2 separate regions of the Sus scrofa genome follow, and region 2 is linked to region 1. A link is a contact called in public HiChIP or PLAC-seq data. All regions are on one chromosome and are shown on one strand. The core of a region is the stretch at or near the end of the contact, and the rest is flanking DNA. Distances in the headings are between cores, read along the strand shown. Region 1 holds the start of FOXS1 (forkhead box protein S1). Region 2 holds the start of HCK (tyrosine-protein kinase HCK).

Region 1 (3,747 bases), core at 434-2,933:
GAATGGGTCCAAGTAAATGGACAGAAGAGCAGTTCTGCAGGAAGAGCCAGCAGGCCTTGGAGACGGATTAGAAGGAGATTGGAAGAGAGGGGAGTGGCCAGGGTTTGGGTGCCTGAATCAGGGGTCTGCATGGTGATCCATGCCATCTTCCATTTTGGGAAACACAGACTTTTTTAGGGGGGAGCTGCTGAGTGTAGCACTGAGGACATGCTGAGTTTGAGTCGTCTGGGGCTGCTAGACTAACAGATTTGGGGCTTGGAGGGGAGGCTGGGAATGGCTGGGCTCCAGGCTGAGGCTGTGAAAGGAGGCAGTGGGACCAGAGGAAGGAGGTCCCGGAGGGAATGCTGAGAGCCCCAAAAGAGGAGGGCGGAGATGGAAGCTGAGAAGCAGGCGCCAGGAAGGTAGGGGGAAAATAGGTCAGGAGTGGGGCGGCGTGGGGACCCTGAGATTCTGGAAATCAAGTTATTAGTGTTTCAAGGAGAAGGGAGGGTCTATCCCACTGAGGCCCACCCGGAGGTCCAAGAATATGACTGTGATAGCACCCCTGGATTTGGCAATTAGAGACATTAGGAGGAGGGAGAGAAACCAGACTGCAGAGGTCGGAGGAACTGGGGCGCTATGAGTGAGGGAGCGAGGTAGCTGATGATCACAAGACCCTTTCTGGGTGCTCTACCCTGTGAAAGGGGAGGGGAGGCCAGAGAAGCAGGAGCAGGAGGTGGCTCTGGTTGTTTGGGATGGTAGCGGGTGGCCTGGTATGCGGGGTGGTTACTAATTGGGCTTGGGGGAGATTCCAGAATTTAAAATCTGCATGGGAAAGAGCCAGTTTGGAGGAAGTTAGCGGTGACTGAGGAAAGGGAGGTCATCCCTAGAGAATGAGATGGGCTGGTGCTGGGGAAGCACAGAAAATGTCCCCAAGCCTCTGGGGTTGGCCGTTTGGGGGTTGGAAGCGGAGGGAATTCCCATCAGCGGCGTCTCATTTCCCGGTGGGGAGGGAGGAGAAGTCCCCTGAGGGGTGGGGAAGGTTCAGGACTTGCAGCCCTGGGCAGATTCTGTTTTAAGAAGCTGTGGGAGGGTCTCCCATCCCGAGAGAGAATGCCACTCTCAACCTAGAGACAACTGAGCTTAAAGGCTGCGCGAGTGGTCCCAGGTGACCAGCGCACGGTCCGTCCCGGCGCTGCGACCACGCACTTGCAGAGCCCTCCCGGGCCGCGCTGCCGCCCGCTTACCCTGAAGAGCGCGGCGTCCTGCTGCGCCTGGTAGCCCTACTTGGCTGCGTGCTTCCAGGGGATGCGGAAGAGGGTCTTGCCCGCGTCCTCCCAGCGCAGCCCTGGGTAGCGCCCACTCTCGATCTGTGCCACCAGCCAATCGCGAAGGCGCAGGGGACCCCCGGCCCCCGCCATGGGTGGCCTGCTGTCTGGGACCGTCCCTTCGTCCCTCCGCCAGAGGTCGCCGGCCACTGGGGACGCGGTGCGCCAGGGGTCGGTTCAGGGGCGCGCAGCGGCTGCACTCCAGCGCGACCGGGGAGTGCCGGGCCACCTGGATGGCGCCCGGAGGCGGCGAAAGCGAAAGTCTCGCGGGCAGTTTCGCTTTCCTTTCTACTCCCCCGAGGCTCTTTTGCCCCTCCCCGTGTCGCCCGGCCTGGAGGGAGTCGGACCTAGCGTAGGGGACAGCTAGCGGCCCCATGGGACGCCAAGATCCACTGCGTGGCTCGGGATGGGGTAGCCAAGGTTCTGCCCGTCCCGGAGTGGGAGGGGCGACGACCGGCACCCAAAGGCATCCCTGGCGCCACCCCTGCACCTGTTTTCTGCTCTTTCCAACCTCTCAGAAAGTCAGACTCTTTCCAGGATCTGGACCGTGCAGGTTGCAAAGGCACAGTGCTTCTCAAGCTAACTCCCAGCATAACTGGGAGGCAGAGACTGGTTTAAAATGCACACTCCATCCCAGACCTGCAGAATCAGATTTTCTGTGCAAGTAGCCCAGGAACGTGCATTTTTAACAAGTTCCCCGATGGGATTCTGATCCAGGTGGCCCCTGGGTCACACCTGGAGAAATATCTCTTTAAATATTGGGGGTCCCCTTTTCCTGACCACTCGCCAGGGTGCTGGGCCTCTCCTGTGGTGTCTCAATTGGTTCTCACAAGAGCATGTGAGATGAGTATAATTATTTCATTGTGGAGAAGACTGAGGTCACAGAGCTAGTGCAGGGGGTAGCCAGGATCTGAACCTGTGACTCTGTTCCCAGAGCCCAGGAGCCCACACAGTGCCTCCCCTCCTCACTGCCTCCCAACAGCTGCACCTGGAGTTCATGGGTTCCTCCTGAGGTCTGTGACCCCCCTCTCCCAAAAGTGGATGCAATTTTTTCATCCCTATGCATTTTTCTGGGGTTTATATCATTCATTAAATTGTCAGAGGGAGGTCGTGATATGAAAGAGGTCAGGTGACTCCGATGCCCCCACCCCCTGCTGTGTACCTGGGGAAACCGAAGCTCTGAGAGAAACCACCGCTCACTGCAGCAAGCACAGAGCTGGAGGCCGGCGACCTTGACCAGAGGCTGAGAGCACCGTCCCTCATGTGTACTTGTCAGGGGACTTCATGCTCCCCACTCTCTGTCCTCATGTGGCAGCAGCCACCCAGTTCTGACACTTCTGCAGTCACGCCAGGATTCAAACAAAGAACCGTAGGGCTCCAGTGGGGCACAAAGGATCTCATACGATTCAATGCAAGAATAAGAATTACATCTAAGCAGGGGGCTTGACTGTGTCAGGCAATCTCTTCATTTTTTTTGCGGAGCAGCGTCATAGTTATGAGGAGGATGGGTCCACAGCCAGGCTGCCTAGATGCAAATCCCAGCCCCATCACTTGCTGGCTGACCACCTGGGGCACCGACCTCAGTTTCTCCCTCTGTTAAACAGCAACGCCTACTTCATAGGGTGGCTTGAGGGTTCAATGAGATGCAGGGAAAATGCCTAGCACTTTGCTTGGCCCATCGTGGGTGCTCAATAAATGAGTAGTATTATTATGGCTGTTGTTGAGTCAGAGTGTTGTGAAAGCAAAGATGGAAGTGGGGGAGCACCACGAAGTACCTGGAACATCAGATCAACGTGTTTTCCTTTGTTCTATGGATGATAGGGATGGGGGTTTTCAAACAGGGAGCGACACCAGCAGAAACAGAAAGATGTTTTAAACCTGGTGCATGGTGGTACCACTGACCAGCCAGGAGGACCGCAGGCACCCTGCTGTCTTGCTGAGTCCTGCCACCTTGCTTGTTACAAACCGTCCTACCTCAGGGCCTCTTCACCTACTGTTCCCTCTGCCTGGAATGCTTTCCCCCCCCCATAGCACAATGGTTCACCCTCCACGACCACTATACGTGTGTGTGTGTGTGTGTGTGTGATAAAATATATATATTTTATCTGTCTTTCCAGTGTCTTTCCCACCAGAACAGTGGCAACGTGAGGGCAGAGATTTGCTCACTGCTGTGTCTTCGGTGCCCAGCACAATGCTTGACACACAGTAGGTACTCAATGAACCTGTATTCCATGAGTGCAGAGTAGGAGCTTGGGCAGCAGGTGACGGTAACTTCATCCATCCTCCCACACCCCCAACGCTGGAATCTGGGCCCCCTCACAGCCCTGAATACAGTGCTTGGTGCATTCATTATAAGAATCCCATACAGGTGATTATTACATAGCAACTTCAGATCCTTCTTAACTCTAAGTTAATTTTAGTTGAGGAAAAAAATCAGCTT
Region 2 (3,747 bases), core at 566-3,065, 170 kb after region 1:
AGTGGTCCTTTGCCATCTGAATGGCATACTTGTGGAAGAAGATGTAGCTAATGCCACCATGACTCCCTCATGCTCCCAGAACCTGCTTCTCTCGTCCTAGGGGCTCTTTCTGGTGGCTGGAGCATAGACGGGGCAAGCCAGAAATGCTGGAGTATTAATACCCTCCCCCACTGGGAGGAGCACCCTCATCCAATGTCTGCCAGGAGTTGGTATATAAATGCCCCACCTCCCTCATGTCTCGGGTGGGAAAACTCTGAAGTGGGCATAGCACACTGTCTGCAGTGTTTGCTCCCCAATGGGATTGAGCTCTAGGAGCCCACGGTTGGAGCTTGATGATACTCTCTTAACTGGCTTCCTTCTCTTGCCCTGTCTCAATCATTTACGTCCTTACTAGTGATTTTTGTATCTTCCAAATAATCAACATTCACTTGAATCCATGTCTAAGGTCTGCTTCTTGGGAATTCAAATTAAGACCAGTAGATGGTGTCAAGGGTCAATCAAGATATGGGGAAGTGACCACTGTGGCTCAGTGGAAACAATCTGACTAGTATCCATGAGGACGCAGGTTCCATCCCTGGCCTTGCTCAGTGGGATAAAGATCCGGCGTTGCCATAAACTGTGGTGTAGATCCCAGACAGCGACTCAGATTCTGAGTTGCTGTGGCTGTGGCGTAGGCTGGCAGCTGCAGCTCTGATTGGACACCTAGCCTGGGAACCACCATATGTGGTGGGTGCAGCCCTAAAAAGCAGGGGAAAAAAAAAAAAAGATATGGGGAAGTGGTGGGAGAGGAATCCAGGCAGCAGCCATTACGTAAGCATTCTTGGTCAAGCAATTCTTTATGAAATTCTCACATGGGTTCATAAGGAGACACGTATGAGGCGGTCCATTGCAGCTGTGTTTATGGTACTGTGAAGTAGTGTGCCGTCTGGGCATCCATGACTAGGGGAATGGATACATAGACTATGGAGGATGTAGACAACTACCTTTGGCAGCATAGCTAGATAGTAACAGTATCGAGTGATAGAGTGGGGAAAAAAGGCAAAACTGAATACCTACCACCCAAGTAAATCAAGCACACAATCAAAACATTATCTGCTTTTTAAAAGTGCAGGCATGTATTTAGGTACACACACCAAACACATAAGAACAGGGTTATTATCTTTCTCATTCAAGTTTCTGTTCTCCCTTCCCACCCCTCCTCAGATATTTGGTTATGTCTGGATACATTTTTAGCTGTCACGAATGGGGAAGAGGGTTTGCTACTAACATCTAGTGGATGAAATTCAGGAATTCTTTTCAATATCCTACTATGCACAGGACAGCCCCCAAGACAAAGAATTTCAGGACCTAAAGGTCACCAGTGCCATGGTTGAGAAGCCCTGTGTAGCCCAGAGCCCAGCACAGTATTGCTGAATGAATGAATGAGAGATGAAGGTGGCCTGAACTGGCTAGGAGCAGTGGGACTACAGAGACGCAGTAGGATTCTGGAGGTGTGTTCAGCAGAATTTTGGGTGAGAATCCTTCTCTTTCCAGGTGGAGATATGCTGTGCCCTTGCCTGGCGCTGGGCACATCTCTTTCATGTGCGGCCTCCACTTGCCGTCACTCAGTTTTGGAACTCCTCTGAGCTACCCGGAAACCGACAAGGAGTGAGCTAGGCTGGTTCCTGCGGGCAGGGCACTTTGCATGGATTTGAATAGCGAGGGGCCTGCAGAGCGGAAACCGCAGACCACAGAAGGGATGGGAAGGCTTAGGACCCGGCCTGGGGGAGGGGCCTGGGCTAGAAGGAGGGGTTTGGAATGGTGGGGAAACAGGTCGAAATGCTTGGAGGAGGGGGAGTGGATTTAGAATCCTGTACGAATGACGACAGTGGGGTGAAGATCCTCCGGAATCGGTTTAGAATCCTTTAATAGGTGGGATCAGAAATCCTGGAGGTCAGGAATGGAATCTTTGAATGGGTCGATGAGAATCTGGAAGGGGGGGGTCGGGCGTTTAAAGGGTATTAAAATCCTGTGAGGGAGTTCCTGATGTAGCCCAGCGGGTTAAGAACCGATTAGTATCATGACGATAGGGGTTCGATCTCTGGCCTCGCTCTGTGGATTAAGGATCCAGCATTACGGTCAGCTGTGGTATAGGTCGCAGACGAGGCTCGGATCCCGAGTTGCTTTGGCTGTGGCGTAGGTCGACAGCTGTAGCTCCGATTTGACCCCTAGCCTGGGAACTTCCATGTGCCGCGGGGTGCGGCCCTAAAAAGAAAAAAAAAAAAAAAAAATCCTGTGGGAACAGGTTAGGATCACCTAAGAGAGAGATTAGAATCTTTAGGATTAGGGTCATAAATCTTGAGGCCTGGGTTAGAATCTTTTTTAGAAGCCTTTGGTTGGCCGGGATTAAAATCCTGGGGGCAGAACTAGAAACCTCCCGTAGGCGAGGTTAAAATTCCTTCCGCTGTGAGAATCAAAATCCTTCAGGGCAGAATTAAGACCTTGGGAGGAGATGGGGTGTTGGGGTTCTGGGGAGGGCGGGGTTTAGAATCCTTTGGGACGGGGTTAGGGCTTTGGGAGATGGAATTCGAATACATTAGAGAAGGCATTAGGTTATCTGGGGGTTATGACCTTTGAGAGACCGGTTAAAATTCTTGGAGGCGGGGTTATCCTTCTGGAAGGAGGTTAGGATTCTTGGGGACAGGGTTAGAAGTTTTGGATGGGCGGGGTTTAAAAATAATTTCCTACTTGGTGGGATTAGGATTTTGGGGAGGTGGGGACGGAGATTAGAATAACCCGGGTCGGGTTAGAATCTTCGGGGGCGGGTTTAGGATACTCGGGGGCGGGGTTAGCACCACTCCGGGCGCGGCTAAAGCGCCCAGATGGTCTGTGGGCGCCAAGGCGTCCCAGGTCCTAGCCCGGGCGCAACTCTGGGCGATTGGGAGGGACGCAGACAGCTCAGCCAAGAGGGGCCCCCAAAAAACAACGCACCGAAACACCTCGGAGCGCAGCCCCAGCCTCTTCTCCAAAGTCACTCTCTCTTCCCTGCGGCACCGGCGCCCGGGCACCCCGGGATCTGCCGAGCTGGGGGGTCGCTCCAGTTGCGAGGACCCGGGCTGCCCACCGGAGGAGGAACGGGCGCCCAGGTGAGTTTCTCGGACCCAGGATCGGGCGACATCAGCTCGTCACCTTGGCCTGACGGTCTTCGGGCTGCGGAGGGAGCCCAGGGTGGAGAGCGGGGAAGGTTGGGCTGCAGCTGGAAGGGACCGTCGGGGAAGCGGATGACAGGTGGCCGGATGGGGGGACCGAACCCTCCGGGAGGATGCCCAGATAAATAGCAGAACTGCCTGGCTGAGAACCTGGGAAGGCTCGAGAGTGACTTTAAGCCTGAGCCGCCACTTCTCTGGGCGGTCCAGCTTCCCTTTCTGCAAAAGGAAAAAAAAAAAAAAAAAAAAAAAAAAGTCTTCACAGAGCCCGGGGAGGGGAAGACCCTTACGATTCCTGGTTGGGGTGGATGATGGTCACAGTCACGGCGGGTTGGCAGCCATAGTGGGGAAGGGGACAGCTGGCCGTAGGCGTGACGTGTGAGCCACACCCAGGCAAGGCTGCAGCTGGGTCTGCTCGCTGAGCTTGCTCCTCCTCCCACGCTGGGCCCTGATCCCCAGCAGTCTAGGTTAAACCCCAAAATCCCCTGGACAGACCACAGGATGCCTGGCCCCTCCCTTTCCTCCTTGTGAGACCTTGGACAAGTCACCCTCCCTTTCTAAA

Evidence for each region. HiChIP or PLAC-seq counts read pairs in DNA pulled down with a chosen protein or histone mark.
Region 2: an H3K27ac HiChIP or PLAC-seq map of alveolar macrophages shows a contact between it and region 1. The contact joins the promoter of HCK here to the promoter of FOXS1 in region 1. A contact is called at or near these places in 2 of 5 promoter capture datasets (fetal skeletal muscle and liver) and 1 of 2 datasets of contacts at active chromatin or transcription factors (alveolar macrophages).

What each region holds. Positions count from the first base shown.
Region 1 is chr17:35,535,935-35,539,681 of Sscrofa11.1, forward strand. FOXS1 (forkhead box protein S1) reads right to left here and starts at 1,684. Exons shown (of 9, transcript XM_021077448.1): 1 at 1,227-1,684.
Region 2 is chr17:35,706,734-35,710,480 of Sscrofa11.1, forward strand. HCK (tyrosine-protein kinase HCK) reads left to right here and starts at 1,816. Exons shown (of 13, transcript XM_021078145.1): 1 at 1,816-1,911.